Regions from separate parts of the Rattus norvegicus genome. Here regions 1 and 2 are each linked to region 3. The links are chromatin contacts, called in public Hi-C maps. All regions are on one chromosome and are shown on one strand. The core of a region is the stretch at or near the end of the contact, and the rest is flanking DNA. Distances in the headings are between cores, read along the strand shown.

Region 1 (4,628 bases), core at 756-3,255, 160 kb after region 3:
ATGAGTACTCTGTCTCTGTCTTCTGCCACCTTCAGAGGGCATCAGATCTCATTACAGATGGTTGTGAGCCACCATGTGGTTGCTGGGAATTGAACTCAGGACCTCTGAAAGGGCAGTCAATGCTCCTAACTGCTAAGCCATCTCTCAGGGTTCCTGATAGTTCTATTTTAAATTTCTTTGTGGGTCTAGGGTACTCTGAGGCCAGATGAAGGAGCTACAGACAGTTGTGAGCTGCCATGTGGGTGCTGGAAACTAAACCTGCGTCGTCTGAGAGAGCGGCCAATATTCTTAACTGCTGAGCTATCTCTCTCAATCAATAGGCAGTTTTTAAAAATTCTGTATTTTCCAGGTTTGTTTCCTTTTTTTTTTTTCCTTTTTTCTTTTTTTCGGAGCTGGGGACCAAACCCAGGGCCTTGCGCTCGCTAGGGAAGCGCTCTACCGCTGAGCTAAATCCCCAACCCCGGTTTATTTCCTTTATGAGTGTTTTTGCCTGCATGTATATATGTGTATAAGGGGCATGACTGGTGCTCACTGAGGTCTAAGGAGGTGTGAAGTCCCCTAGAACTGAAGTTATGGATGGCTGTGAGCCATCATGTGGTTGCTGGGAATTGAACCCAGGTCCTCTGCAAGAGCAACAAGTGTTGTTAGTCACAGGACCATTTCTCTTTGCTCCTTACTGAGGATGTTAACTACTATGTTGACTTCCTGCTTTCTGCCCTGATTCCCTCAATATAAACTGCAAGTGTACATAATAAAAGTTCTCTTCCTCTTGCACTGTTTTTGGTCAATGTTTTTGCCAAGAGGAGACAGGTTAGAACACTGCCCCTTCCTAAGTTTCTTTCTCAGTTGCTCACGACAGCACTAGGGCCACCAGTGGGCTGAGCACTGTGCTGCATCTCAGTCACCAATTAGGATCCTACAGACACGGTCGCATTTTTGGTTTCAGAAGTCATGGGTAAGATTCCATGCCTACCTCAGCTGACAGGACACCGACCAGTTTTACTCTTTAGCAATCCCAAGTCACACATACATGTGACAAGCTGTTCTCACCTCCCACAGGTAAATGCTCTCTGCAATTCCTGCCAGAACATACAAGCCGTTAGGTGCCGTGGTTAGACAGGTGACAGGCCCAGGACACATGATTTTCTGTTGAAGCTGGTCCTAGGGACACAGAATACAAGAAAAACTATGTGAGTATCAGGGCGGAGGCAACTGAAGGGAAAAGTTTTAAGTACAGAGAGCAAAAGAAAAGAGGTTGGGTAGATAGACTGTCCAAGTGAGGGTTGGAGGCGCGGCAAACCTGTACCTAGAAACTACCCCCAGCCCCGGGAGGGCAGGGTCCGGGCTCAGTAGTAGGGATCCTACTGGACAAGAAGGAAGCTCTGTGTTCCAGAAACTAAGAACCAAAAAGACCTCAGGCCTTAGTCTGTCCTGATGGTTAAGATCCGCGACTCTTTACGAAGGTAAAAGAACGGGCCGTCATTCTATCTCTTCCCGTGGCTCCTCAAGATCTCTGGTCTGCCATGCCATACAAAAGCATGACTTCTAACGGACCCCATTTCCCTTCTGCGTCCCTTAGCGCCCCTTACACTGCAAGTGTGCAAAAGCCATAGATCTTCATCTGAGCATGCGCGAAGAAATCTCCCGGGCCCCTTAGCGCCAAGCCCCTGGGGGGAAAAACCCTCGGCCTCCGAGTACTTCCGAATCACACACCACCCCAGGATCGCCGGAACTCTAATCTTGGCGCGCCGGAGTACTCTCGGCTGCTCCGCGGACGCTGAGGCCCCGCACCTTGCGCTGCAGCTCCCAAGCGCAGATGTAGTTCTTGCCCTGCTGTGCCGCCAGCAGGTACTCGCCATTGAGTAGCGCCAGGCCTCGCGGCCCCGCTTGGCCGCCTCGATAGGTGAGCAGGTTGGCGCCCGAATGAAGCTCCCACACCATACAGCTCCATAGCGGTGCCGCGGAGTCTGTACACACCACCACTTCCATGGGCGCCGCCATCTTGCCCTGCCAGCCCCGCCCCCGAATCCCATCATTCTTAGCGAGACTGTCAAGATGGCTCCTGGCCGACTAGCCTTAGTACTTCCTAGCGGGGGGAGCTGGAAGGCCGACGCATGCGCAGTAGTTTCACCAAGCCGAGGAGGCGGAGTTAATTGTCTGGTGCTTACGGGCTCCAGGAGGCCTAGAGAGACATTTATGCACTTTAGGTGGCTCACATACGCATGCGTACAAAGTTCGCTGCTCTTGGGTGGAGCTAGCCGCGGGGTTTCAGGGTCTCTGGTAGAGCAGCGTTGAGAGGGCGGAGCCGCACGACAAGTGTACATGCCAATGCGCGAACAGCGCAGTGGTAGACGCGCCACGCAGCTTAGAACACCCGCAAGCTTCTTGGAGGACTGAGCGGGGCGGGGCGGGGCGGAGGAAAGGGGGGGGGAAAACTGGATTCCTGCACATGCGTAGAAGCCTGGGGGTCCTGGCGGCTCAGCGCATATTAGCTCTGTTTAGAGGAAAATACGCTTGCTATCTGTTTGCAGGGTTTGTCTTTTTTTCTTTTCTTTTTTCTTTCTTTCTTTTTTTTTCCTCGACACAGTGTCTCTCTTGCGTTGGGATTAAAGCCTTGAGCCTCCACCGCCAGCGAGCTTTCACTGAATACGCGCTAGGTGTTTTGACTCAAATGATCTAAAGTTTTAAAGTGTTTTGTTTTGTACTTGAGCCACTCTGGCCCTCGAACTCGTGGCAATCAATCCTCCTGCCTCAGCTTCTTGCGTGCCGAGATGACACATCTATGTCACCATAGCCGGCTTTTTCTTTTCTTTTTTGTTATATTTTTGTTTTTTGAGACAGGGTTTCTTTGTGTAGCCACGGTTGTCCTGGTAGTCACTCTGTAGACCAAGCTGGTCTCGAACTCAGAGATCCACCTATATCTGCCTCCTGAGTACTGGGATTAAATGTCTGGGCCACCACCACCCAGCTGACCAATTTACTTCTTAAACTTTGTTTCATAGCAAAAATATAAACCACTGACCTTTATACTTTATTTAGATCAAATGAAGTTCGTTACTTACTGCGTGTAGCATGCCGCTATGTATGTTTGGCCGAGGCATATTGGTGATTAACTCTTACCAATCGACCCACGTCCTTTATTGATTCGCCTCCTCTTTGGCCTTTCCTCTTCTGAGTCATAAATTTCAAATTTGTATTTGGTTCACTCATTGTAGACCCAACAAGTCAATCTCTAGCCAAGCAACCTTTAGCCTCAGGTCACAGCTGCTGTCATAGGTCAGGCCTAAAACCAAGTGCCCCCTCCCTCCTTCTATGTGTTGTTAGTAACGGAGATTGCATGCAAGTGTGGAATCTTGCAGCCAGGAATGTGGCCTCCAGAGCGCTGCGCCAGCGGCAGTGCGACAGGGCTGGACAGCAGGGCGAGGTTGTGAGCTGGGTCTAACAGCAGCTGTTGGGCCTGTGGAGGGAGCAAGGATGCATGCCCGGTGCAAACATTTGGACTCCGCGACCCGGCGACCCCAGGCCAGAAAGAGAGGAAATGAGTTGGAGTGAGGCGTGCCACCGAATGTGGCCACAAGATGGCAGGCGCGAGCTGCGGGGATAGGGGGAGGACTTAGGAGGCGATTCTCAAGAGAAGGCAACCACTTTGACAAGCAAGAAACTCAGAAGCAAGGTGCTGTCCAGGGTTAGAGCGAAAGGTCCTGGGGCAGAATGGAGGATATGGAGCTGCATTTGAAAGCGTTGGTGGTGACAGCCTGTGTGTCACTTCATTATGTGAGAGAAGCAATTCATCCCCCAACACTTAAGCTCAGGTTGCCCACCAGGTACTCCTGCCTCAACTTCCTGAGAGCTGGGATGCAGCTACCCTTAATGCTAAAGTGTGAATGAGGAGAGGAATGGGAGGTTGTCGAGCAGGGAGCAGGCTCAGTGGGTAAGAACACTTGCTGTTCTTGCAGGGTACTGGGGGTTCAGTTCCCAGCACCCACTCCAGGATGGTTCACAATCACCTGTAACTCCAGCTCCAGGGACCCAACACCTTTGGCACTCAGAGGGACCTGCATGCAAGTGAATGCACCCCGACACAAACAGATACATATTTAATTTAATCACAAAAAGAGAAATGGGGGGTAGAGCAGTGGGTAGAACGTTGGCTTAGCAGCATGAAAGCCCTGATGGGTTCATCTTCAGCACTGCAGAAAACAGGCATGGTTGCGAAACATGGTTGGGATCAGGAGTCTGGCGTCATCCTGGGCTACTTGGTGCACTTGAAGCTAGCCTGGATACATGAAACCCCATGTCAGAATTTAAATAAAGAAATCAGAAAAAGAAAGATAGGGGATGGATGGCCTTGGAAGATCAGGTTGGGTCCTCAGCCAAAGGCCAACTTGGGAGTTTGAGCTTGGGTGCCAAGTTCCACTTGTCAAATCTGAATGGCTGGTGAATCCTTGTAGGAATCCAGACCTGTGGTTCCTTGCCCCGCCCCCGCCCCGCCCACTGCCAACTCTGGCTGCTGGTTTGTTGTGCTTTGGCCCCAGGTACATCCCTATGTGACCTGTAAACTCTCTCAGACTCCATTCTGGGGTGCTGGGCAGGGCCCGGTGGCCAGCAGCTGAGACAGGCTCTTCTGC
Region 2 (4,758 bases), core at 158-2,657, 130 kb after region 3:
CTCAGATATTTAAGCGCAGGGAATATAATTACTTTTCACATAGAGTAGTTGTGCTTTTTTGTGTATATAAAGTGATGTCTTTATACGTCAAAAGGAAGGGCCACCCTTCGTAACGACGCTGAACATAATTATCTATGCGCGTAAAAGCTTACAAATTAATTAATGTAGCCATCTGGGAGAAGCTGCACCAGCAAGGCCTTCTGGGAAGCCATATGCAAATTAGACAGATACTACGCGGCTCCGCCCCTCAGTGGTAGCCCAGCCCGATCGGCGGGGAATCCGTGCTCTTGGTGCGATGGGCAAACTGAATGCTGGTAAACTATCCCCATGGAGCTTCGCCCCTAATGAACAGTGCTAGAAAGCTCTGCCTCCCAGGGCAAGGCTGGTAATGATTCCTCAACGGGCTATGCTAATGACTCCCCACCGGACTCCGCCCCTAAGTGAGGCTGTGGCCGTAGTGAAGCCCTATGTAAATAGTAAATAGGCCTTGCTACATGCGTCTCCGCCCCCTCTGATCCTCCGCTAATAGAAAACCCGGTGTAGATAAGACTAGCAACGTCGCCCCGCCCACTAGTTGCAAATGCTTAAGCTTGTTTCTGAGACCACGCCCCATAGCTCGACCGCCGCGAACCTGGTTCCCTACACAAACGAAACGGATTGTACGCGACACTGCCTCAGTGCCTAAGCTCAATGCTTATATATTTGGTTGTGAGCCTAACCTTTAACGGCTGAGCCATCTCTCCAGCCCCTAAGCTCAATGCTTAAGATACAGCTTTGGTCTGAAGAGATGGCTAAGAGCACTGACTGCCCTTCCAGAGGTCTTGAGTTCATTTTCCAGCATCCATTATGGTGGCTCACAACCATCTGTAATGGGATCTGATGCCCTCTTCTGGTCTGAACGCAGCTACAGTGTACTCACATATATAAAAGATTTTTTTTTATTTTAGCTCAGTGCAAATGAGTCGTGACACACGACTCTGCCATAGACCATGCCACAGTGTGTGGGAGTGAATTTTTGCAAATGAACCGGGCTCCTCTCTATTCCGCTCCGTGTAGCCTCCGCAAATTGCAAGCCCAAAGCAAATGAGACCGACCAAAGCTTTAAGGAGGACTAGGAAAATAAACTGAACTCCGTGTTACTCCGGCCTTTTAGCACTGGGGCGACGGGTTTGAAGTTTGAGAGCAGTAACCAGGCTCCGCCCACTTGTGGTGCCAGCCTTCCGGCTCTGAAGCCCGGCCTCCTCGGGCGGCCGTGGCGATCCCAGCGTGCCCCGCGCACGGGTGGCGCTCTGGCCCGGCGCTCTCGCCGGCGTCGCGGGCCGGACGGACGCGAGCACAGGCGCAGGCGGCGGCGGCCGGGGGCGGCGGGGGGGATCCGGCGGCCGGGACACGGCGGGGGGGCAGCCGGCGGCCGCCGGGGTGACGCGGGGCGGTGATGTCGGAGCACGCGGCAGCCCCAGGGCCCGGGCCCAACGGCGGCGGGGGTGGCGGCGCGGCGCCCGTGCGCGGCCCGCGCGGCCCCAATCTCAACCCCAACCCGCTCATCAACGTGCGCGACCGGCTCTTCCACGCGCTCTTCTTCAAGATGGCCGTCACCTACTCACGCCTCTTCCCACCTGCTTTCCGCCGCCTCTTTGAGTTCTTCGTTCTGCTCAAGGTGACCTCTGACCCCTGACCTCTGACCCCAGCTGTCATCCACCTGCCCACCCCCTCAGCTTTACCACTTGGCCCCTGACTTGGCCTGAATACCCTGATGCCAATCTTCTCACAGATGCATCCTCTGATCCCCACTTCCTCAGCTCTCAGGCCCCGCCTCTTGCCCTTTGGCCTCTGACTCTGCCACTTGGGAACCTAGGCCCCAAATTTTTCCACCCAAGACCAGAGCCCAGTGTCTTCTTGAGGTAGTATCTTGGACTCGAGGTCCCCCCCTCCCACCTGTCACTCCCATTCTGTCCTGCACCTCCACTGAGAACAGTGTGGTCAGTTCCATCCCATCCTGAAGTTCCACTGTGGACAACCCCCTGTGCTGGAGGCCCTGTCCCGCCTGTCATTTCCATCCTAACACACCCTGAAGCTCACCTGGGGATAGTCCCCAGCCCTCCCAGTGTCCCTGCTCTTCTCTGTCACTTCTTGCCAGATCTTTTGTGGCTTTGGTGGGGTCACCTCGCTAGGGTTAGCCACAAAGTCACAGCCACATTGGCCAGGGACCTCTGTAGCCAGTACTTGCTCTGCTGTGTCTTCCTGGTGTGCTCCTGAGAGATACTGAGTTCTCAATATAACAAAGGCTACTCCAGAGGGATAGCCACCAGGCTCTGTCCCTAGGCTTCTCTCTGAGAGGAGCTGCCTGGGCCATCTGGTGTTGGGGGCATGGCATGGTGGTGGGTGTGCTGATGTTGGAGGGCATTGCCTTCTCCGGTGGCTTTGGTGAATGTGGGACTGGCTCCTAGCACTGTTTCAAAGCTGTCAGTTTGGGGGATTCATGGAAGTACTTCCAGCATGAGATTGAAACAGATGTGGGGTTGAGCCCCTCAGGCTCCAGTCCACAGTCTGCAGTCTGCCACTGCCCCTTCTTTCTCCCTGCCTTCCACACCCTGAGTCCCCAGTGGTGGCCCTCAGCTTGGGGTACCCGATACCTTGTCAGAGACAGGGTCTGTTGGATGACAGTTGACCCCCCACTTTTTCTTTTTTTTTTTTTTTGGTTCTTTTTTTCGGAGCTGGGGACCGAACCCAGGGCCTTGCGCTTCCTAGGTAAGCGCTCTACCACTGAGCTAAATCCTCAGCCCCGACCCCACACTTTTTTCTTAATCGGGACAGACAAGCCATACAGCAGCTGGTTTCTGGGGCTGCCGAGGTTTCAGGGAGCCCTTTTGCTGTGTTTCCTGCCTACCCAGCTTCCGCCCAACCTTCATAGAGGGGACGTGCCTGGCAGCCAAGGCTGCTAGGCCTGTACCGCCCTGTACCCTGTCCCCACCCCAGCCTGGGTGTCAGCTCTGACAGGCCCAGGGAAGAGCTTTTGGACTTGGTGTCCTCTCTGCTGGCTTCACAGTCTCAAAGACTGAAACTGGGCAGACACAGAATGTGGCCCCAAGCACCTGGGCTAAGCAGCTGACAAGTGGGCGACCGTGGGACACACATGGGATAGACTGTGGCACAGCATGGTGCCTTAGACCTTAGGATGTGGGCCAGCGTCAAAGGGCAAGGAGGTGAATGACACCAGCTCTAAGTGGATCTGAGCCCCAGAAGGTGCTAAGTGGAACCCTTGGGTGGGTTAAGATCTGGAGATCGTGGCTGAGCCTGGTAGTCTATACCCAGTGCAGGTTTCCTATTGGTCAGATGGACTGACAGCTCCAGATGCCAGACTGGGGTGACAATGAGACACTCCCTGCTTACAGGGTAGGAGGTACCCTGAGAACCCTAGATGGTGGCATTGAGGGTCTGCAGGAGGTGATGGCATGCAGTCCCCACCAGGCTGATGTGACCAGGTTCAGTGCCTGTGTATTTGGCACCAAGGGGCAGATGGGGGCGGAGTGCCCAAGGGCCTGAGTGGGATGCCAGGCTCTAGCTCAGTGACAGGCGAGGACTTGTGCACTGGCCAAAGTGGCCACGGTGGGAAGAGAAAGCCCAGGCTATGTCCACCCTTACAGTGGCTACCTCCCTTTGAGTCTAGATGCCCAGTAGGTGGGACAGAGCTGGTGACACAGTTCCTGGCTCTTGGTTGGACTGGCAAGCGTGGCTGCTGGGGTCTCAGCCTGGGCTGGTCAGCCGTCATTTCACCCAATACAAAAATCCATTTCCTGCCCAGGGGAGCCTCACAGTTGACAGGTGTGGGTGCCAGTGTCAAGTGTGGCTGGCTCCACACTGCAGTCTTAGTTTCAGTCCCAGGGCCTTCCCTGTCTGCTCTGCATCCCCTCGGGTCACTGCTCGGAGGGCTAGGTGCTCTGTGGGTGCAGCTCTGTCACCAGATTACAGAGGAGAGGCCTGAGGAGCAGGCACATGGGTATGGAGCCTGGTCTTTGTGCTTGCTCCTGGTCTTAGGTCACGTGTGTCCCCTACAGCGCTGCCTAACAGCAGGCAGGGAGGGCCCTACTGTGCTCGCTGTGGCTGAGCACCTTGGGATTGTGGACTGGGAGTCCAGCCTCGTCCCTGAAGAGCATAGCGACTCCCATGCACACACTGGGTGTGCAGGGCTGCTAAGGACCGTCAGGGCCCTGAAGATTCCCATCACCCTGCCAGGGGCAGGGTTATGAATCTGTAGACAGCTGGGGTCTGTGCTGGCCAGCAGAGACACGGCGGGAAGCTAAGGTGTCAGTTGGGGCCACAGACGGGGGTTACCCTAGGCATCTGCATGGGGTGCAGGGTCTCCTTCAGCCCCAAGGCCACGGTGCATGTAGGACAACCTGGGGTCTGCAGGTACAATGTCCCTGTCTCCACTCTACATGGGTTAGGGCAGAGGTTTCCAACCTTCCTGATGCTGCAACCCATTAATACAGTTCTTCATGTCATGGTGACCCCTAACCATAAAGTTTCTGTTGCTACTCATTTTGCTATTATGAATTTTAATGTAAACCTCTGAGTTTCAGGGGTCTTGGGTGACCCCTGAGTCAGGGAACCCCCTCTATATACACACACACAGTCACCCACATGCTGAGTAGAGAAAGCAGAGGATGTTCCTAGAGGCTGGAACCCCATGAGTGAGGTTAATAAGTAATATTAATGATTGGTCACACCTGTAATTCCAGCACTTGGGAATCAGAGGCA
Region 3 (4,115 bases), core at 1,565-4,064:
CCAGCACTCCCCTAGAAACACCTGGCTTTGTGTCCTGCCATTCAAGGACCTCAGAGCAGGGCAGTTTGCCAGTCCGAAGCTTTTGCCTCAGTTTCTCCTCCTGGCTTTTATCTTTCCTGCCCATGTGTGTGTACGTGTGTGTGTGCCACAGCACACATATGGAGGTCAAAGCAAACTTGTAGGAGCTGGGTCTGCTTTCACCTTCCAGACTTTGGGGCACTTACCTACTGAGCATCCTACCAACCCGTTTTCCTCATGAAACCAAGTTTTCCCATGCATCTGGCTGGTCTACAAACAGAAGCAATGTTCCTCCCTCAGTCTCTCTAGCACTATGACGACTGCATGTACCCATTTGCCCAGACCAACTCCTGGCTTGAGGAACAGTGCAGGCTCCTTATAGCACCCTACTGACGTCCAGTGGGCTGTGTCCAGCGTCTCTCTAAGCCCACACTGTCACTGCTGTACTTCCCCAAAGCGGCCACTTGCCTGGGAGGTCAGCAGTCACCACCCAGAGAGGAGCAGCCTATGGCACCTCCATCTTACAGACAAATTTTCCAACCAGGTTTTCCCCAGCTCAGGCCTCCGAACTCACTGAAGGCACACCTGACGCTGGGTCCCCACGGTTCCCCAGTGCAAGACTAACCTAGGACCACTCCTACAAAGAAGGCAAAGCAGGGGGGCTGGGGATCTAGCTCAGCGGTAGAGCGCTTGCCTAGCGAGCACAAGGCCCTGGGTTCCGTCCCCAGCTCCGGAAAAAAAAAAAAAAAAAAAAAGTCGGGCTGGAGAGATGGCTCAGCGGTTAGGAGCACTGACTGCTCTTCCAGAGGTCCCGAGTTCAAATCCCAGCAACCACATGGTGACTCACAACCACCTGTAATGGGATCTGATGCCCTTCTCTGGTGTGTCTGAAGACAGCTACAGTGTACACACATACATGAAATAAATAAATAAATAAATATTTAAAAAAAAAAAAAAGGCAAAGCAGATCCTGAGGACACCCCCCACCCGCCTGGCTCCACCGCTGGGTCCACACATCGGTTCCTGAGTATCTGCCTGCCTTCCTGTGGGTACCACTCAGAACAGTGCACAGCTGGCAAAAGCAAGAAGCTGCCAGACAGCCTTTCCTGGGACAGGACCACAGGCAAGGTCAGTTTGACAGCGCGTCGCCAATGCAGGCCCCAAAGATAAGGCCCCTTCTCGGAAGCCGGTAGGTGAAGTTTCCCAAGTTCCGCCAAGCCGGGCAGGCGATAAAGAGTCCCCACGGCCCAGCAATGCCAACTAGGCAGGATATTGCAGGGGCCCGGGCCAGCACTGGCTGGCTACCCACCCCCTTTCACCCCAAATCACCATTATTTTTGGCCCTGCCGGTTCCCTCTGTGTAAACAAACGAGCCACCCGCCTGGCAACGCCCGCCAAAGAAGGCAGGCCTGACTTGAGCCAGGACCTGGCCCAAAGAGGAGGGCTGGAGGCACAGTCGGCCACACGACCTCCCGCTAGGACAGTCCTACCGGCTGCCCCAGCACACAGACCCCCGAGGTGACGCTCAGGGAGAGATTGGGTAGATAAGATAGTGAAAGGAAAGGGGAGGAAAAGAGAAGGGAACGAAGGTTAGAGGAAAGTGAAGAGCCAAAAAGTGGAGGAAGGGCTGCCCAAGGAGTTCAAGGCAGCAGCACCCACGTCGGCCCCAGGCCCTTGGCACCTACTTCTTGACGTTGGCCTCGCCATTGGGGATCCTGCGCAGCTTTTTCTTCTTGAGGATCTTGACCGCCCTGCGGCATAAGGTCTCGGAGTCCAGCACCTCCTTCACCTTGCCGTACGAGCCCTCCCCGAGCAGGTCCCCCATCAGGTACTTGCCGATGAGCTTGGCGCGCTTGCGGCGCGGCTGGTAGATCACCTCGGTGGAGTCGATGCGGTGGATGAAGGTGTCCATGCCCACCGACATTAGCTCGCCCTCGGGGAACAGGCCCAACGGCTGGGGGTCAGCCACGTCCATCCTGGCCCACTCTTTGTCCTCGTCCCCTTCGGGAGCGCCAATTCTTTTCAAGTTCAAATTTCCCCCACCCGCTTCTTCCAAATGTTCAAGAAGGGGAAAAAAAGGAATGGGGGGGGGGGAAGGAACGACCTCCACAACCCTCCCGGTCCCCACAACCGGGTCCACGTCCGTTTCCTGGGCGCCAATTCTTCACTTTTGATTTTCCCCTTTTCTTCTAGGTGCTCAGGGAGAAAAAAAATGAAAATAAGAATAAAAAAAAAAAAAGCAATGAGCCCCCCCAACCCTCGCGTCCCCCTAATTCGGGTCCCCGGGGACGCTGCTTCCGACGGAGGCGACGGTCCGCCGTCGCGGCGCGCGGGCCGCTAGGTCATGGTCGCCACTTGGGCCCCGCGCTCAGGGGCCCAGGCGGCCGCGTCGAGGACGGTCCGCTCCGTCCATGTCCGGCCCGCGCCGACGCCGCGCGCGGCCCCTTAGTTCCCTTAGTTCCACGACTTCTCGGTGCGCAAACTCCACCCGGACGCGGGACACCCACAAGTCGCGGGCACGAAGTCGGGACAGGAAATCTTCGGGGGACCAATGGGGGGAGAAAACCACCCGGGGCGGCGCGTCCCCCTCGCCGCCTAGCCGCCGCGTGACAGGCAGGAGGCCGGAGCGGCGAGGGGGGAGTCGAACTTCAGGCAGAAAGATGCTGTCCGCGAGAGAAAACTCCACGCCGACACCGCCCTCGGAGGCTCGCGCCTCACTCGCGGGCGCTGTGAGCCGCCTCCCCTTTCCTAGACCGACACGCCGCCGCCATCTTGTTTACCGCCCTGCGCCGCGCCGTCGTCGCACGTCTCAACGGTGGACACGCCCCCTCGCGGAGCCGACGTGCGCGGCAGTTGGCTGTAGCTTTAAACCCCACCCCTCGAACCCGCCGCAATCACCAACGCGGATTGGACTATTTGGATCTGGGTGGGCACCCGAGCTGACATTGGACAGCTCGGGTTCCACTTGTGAAGGCGTGATCTACATTCTCATTGGTAGTCTCAGACGCCGGTCAATGGGAGTTGGAGTAAGCAAGTGACTGTAAGGGAGCGGCCGTGGGCTGTGGCTTCAAGCCCCGCCCCTCGGCAGTTGGTTGGTGTGTGTGGGCGGGATCTTATCTGTAAGTGGCTGTCCTAGACGCCCGTCGGCAAGTGCGACTGGCCAGCGAAATCTCTGGGCTGCCGGTGGTGACCTCGGAGTTTCGTGCCTCGGGTTAGAGTTCACGCGCGTCAACGTCCTCTGGGAACAGCCGCGACTGGAGGCATGGTGCGGGGGGTGGGGGTGGGGGGAAGAAAGGGACTCCTGGATACCTAAAGTGATCTAGCCACTGCTTGTTCTTAACGGCCTTGGGGGCGGAGTCAAAGGTCAAATAGTAGCCCAAATTTGACACTTCGGAACCTGGAGCCACTGAGATCAGTGTGGGGATAGACCCAAGCTGGTGCCATAGAGAGGAGCGTTTCGTGTGCAAAATAAGAGCCGCTGGGCTGGTGAGATGGCTCAGCGGCTGCGTACGATTGACGTCAAGTCTGACCGCATGAGTTCGAACCCCGTAAATTCACAAGGTGGACAGCAAGAAATGCCTCTCACAGTTTGTCTCTGATCCTAAACGCTCCGTGGCAGGCGCGCGCGTACACACACAACACACAGAGTTTTAAATAACAGTTGTCAAAAAAAGTGGCTGGGTAGGCTGAAGAGGTGGCTCAGTGGTTAAGAACACTGACTGCTTTCCTAAGGGTCCTGAGTTCAATTCCCGGAAACCACATAGTGGCTCGCATCTCATCTGTAATGAGATCTGATGCCCTCTTCTGGTGTGTCTGAAGACAGTGACAGTGTACTCACATACATAAAATAAATAAGAAAATCTTTTTTTTTAAAGGTGTCTGGGGGCTGGAGAGATGGCTCAGAGGTTAAGAGCATGGACTGCTCTTCCAGAGGTCCTGAGTTCAATTCCCAGCAACCACGTGGTGGCTCACAACCATCTGTAAAGAGATCTGATACCCTCTTCTGGTATGTCTGAAGACAGCTACAGTGTACTTGTATATGATAAATAAATAAATCTTTTAAAAAAAATAAAAGGTGTCTGGGTTGGGGATTTAGC

Evidence for each region. A called contact is a pair of places that touch in the nucleus more often than the background predicts.
Region 1: a contact with region 3 is called in a Hi-C map of liver, with 4 times the contacts expected there. The contact joins the promoter of Wdr18 here to the promoter of Stk11 in region 3.
Region 2: a contact with region 3 is called in a Hi-C map of liver, with 4 times the contacts expected there. The contact joins the promoter of Tmem259 here to the promoter of Stk11 in region 3. A contact is called at or near these places in 9 of 12 Hi-C or Micro-C datasets (the A7r5 cell line, frontal cortex, hepatocytes and 5 more) and 1 of 1 datasets of contacts at active chromatin or transcription factors (oligodendrocytes).

The regions. Positions count from the first base shown.
Region 1 is chr7:10,396,670-10,401,297 of GRCr8, forward strand. It overlaps Wdr18 (WD repeat domain 18), which reads right to left and starts at 2,006. Exons shown (of 10, transcript NM_001039027.1): 1 at 1,792-2,006; 2 at 1,051-1,161. The coding sequence starts at 2,001.
Region 2 is chr7:10,373,497-10,378,254 of GRCr8, forward strand. It overlaps Tmem259 (transmembrane protein 259), which reads left to right and starts at 1,408. Exons shown (of 11, transcript NM_001100886.1): 1 at 1,408-1,657. The coding sequence starts at 1,436.
Region 3 is chr7:10,239,151-10,243,265 of GRCr8, forward strand. Stk11 (serine/threonine kinase 11) reads right to left here and starts at 2,815. Exons shown (of 10, transcript NM_001108069.2): 1 at 1,704-2,815. The coding sequence starts at 1,993. LOC134479811 (a long non-coding RNA gene) reads left to right here and starts at 3,003. Exons shown (of 2, transcript XR_010053561.1): 1 at 3,003-3,283; 2 at 3,894-4,092.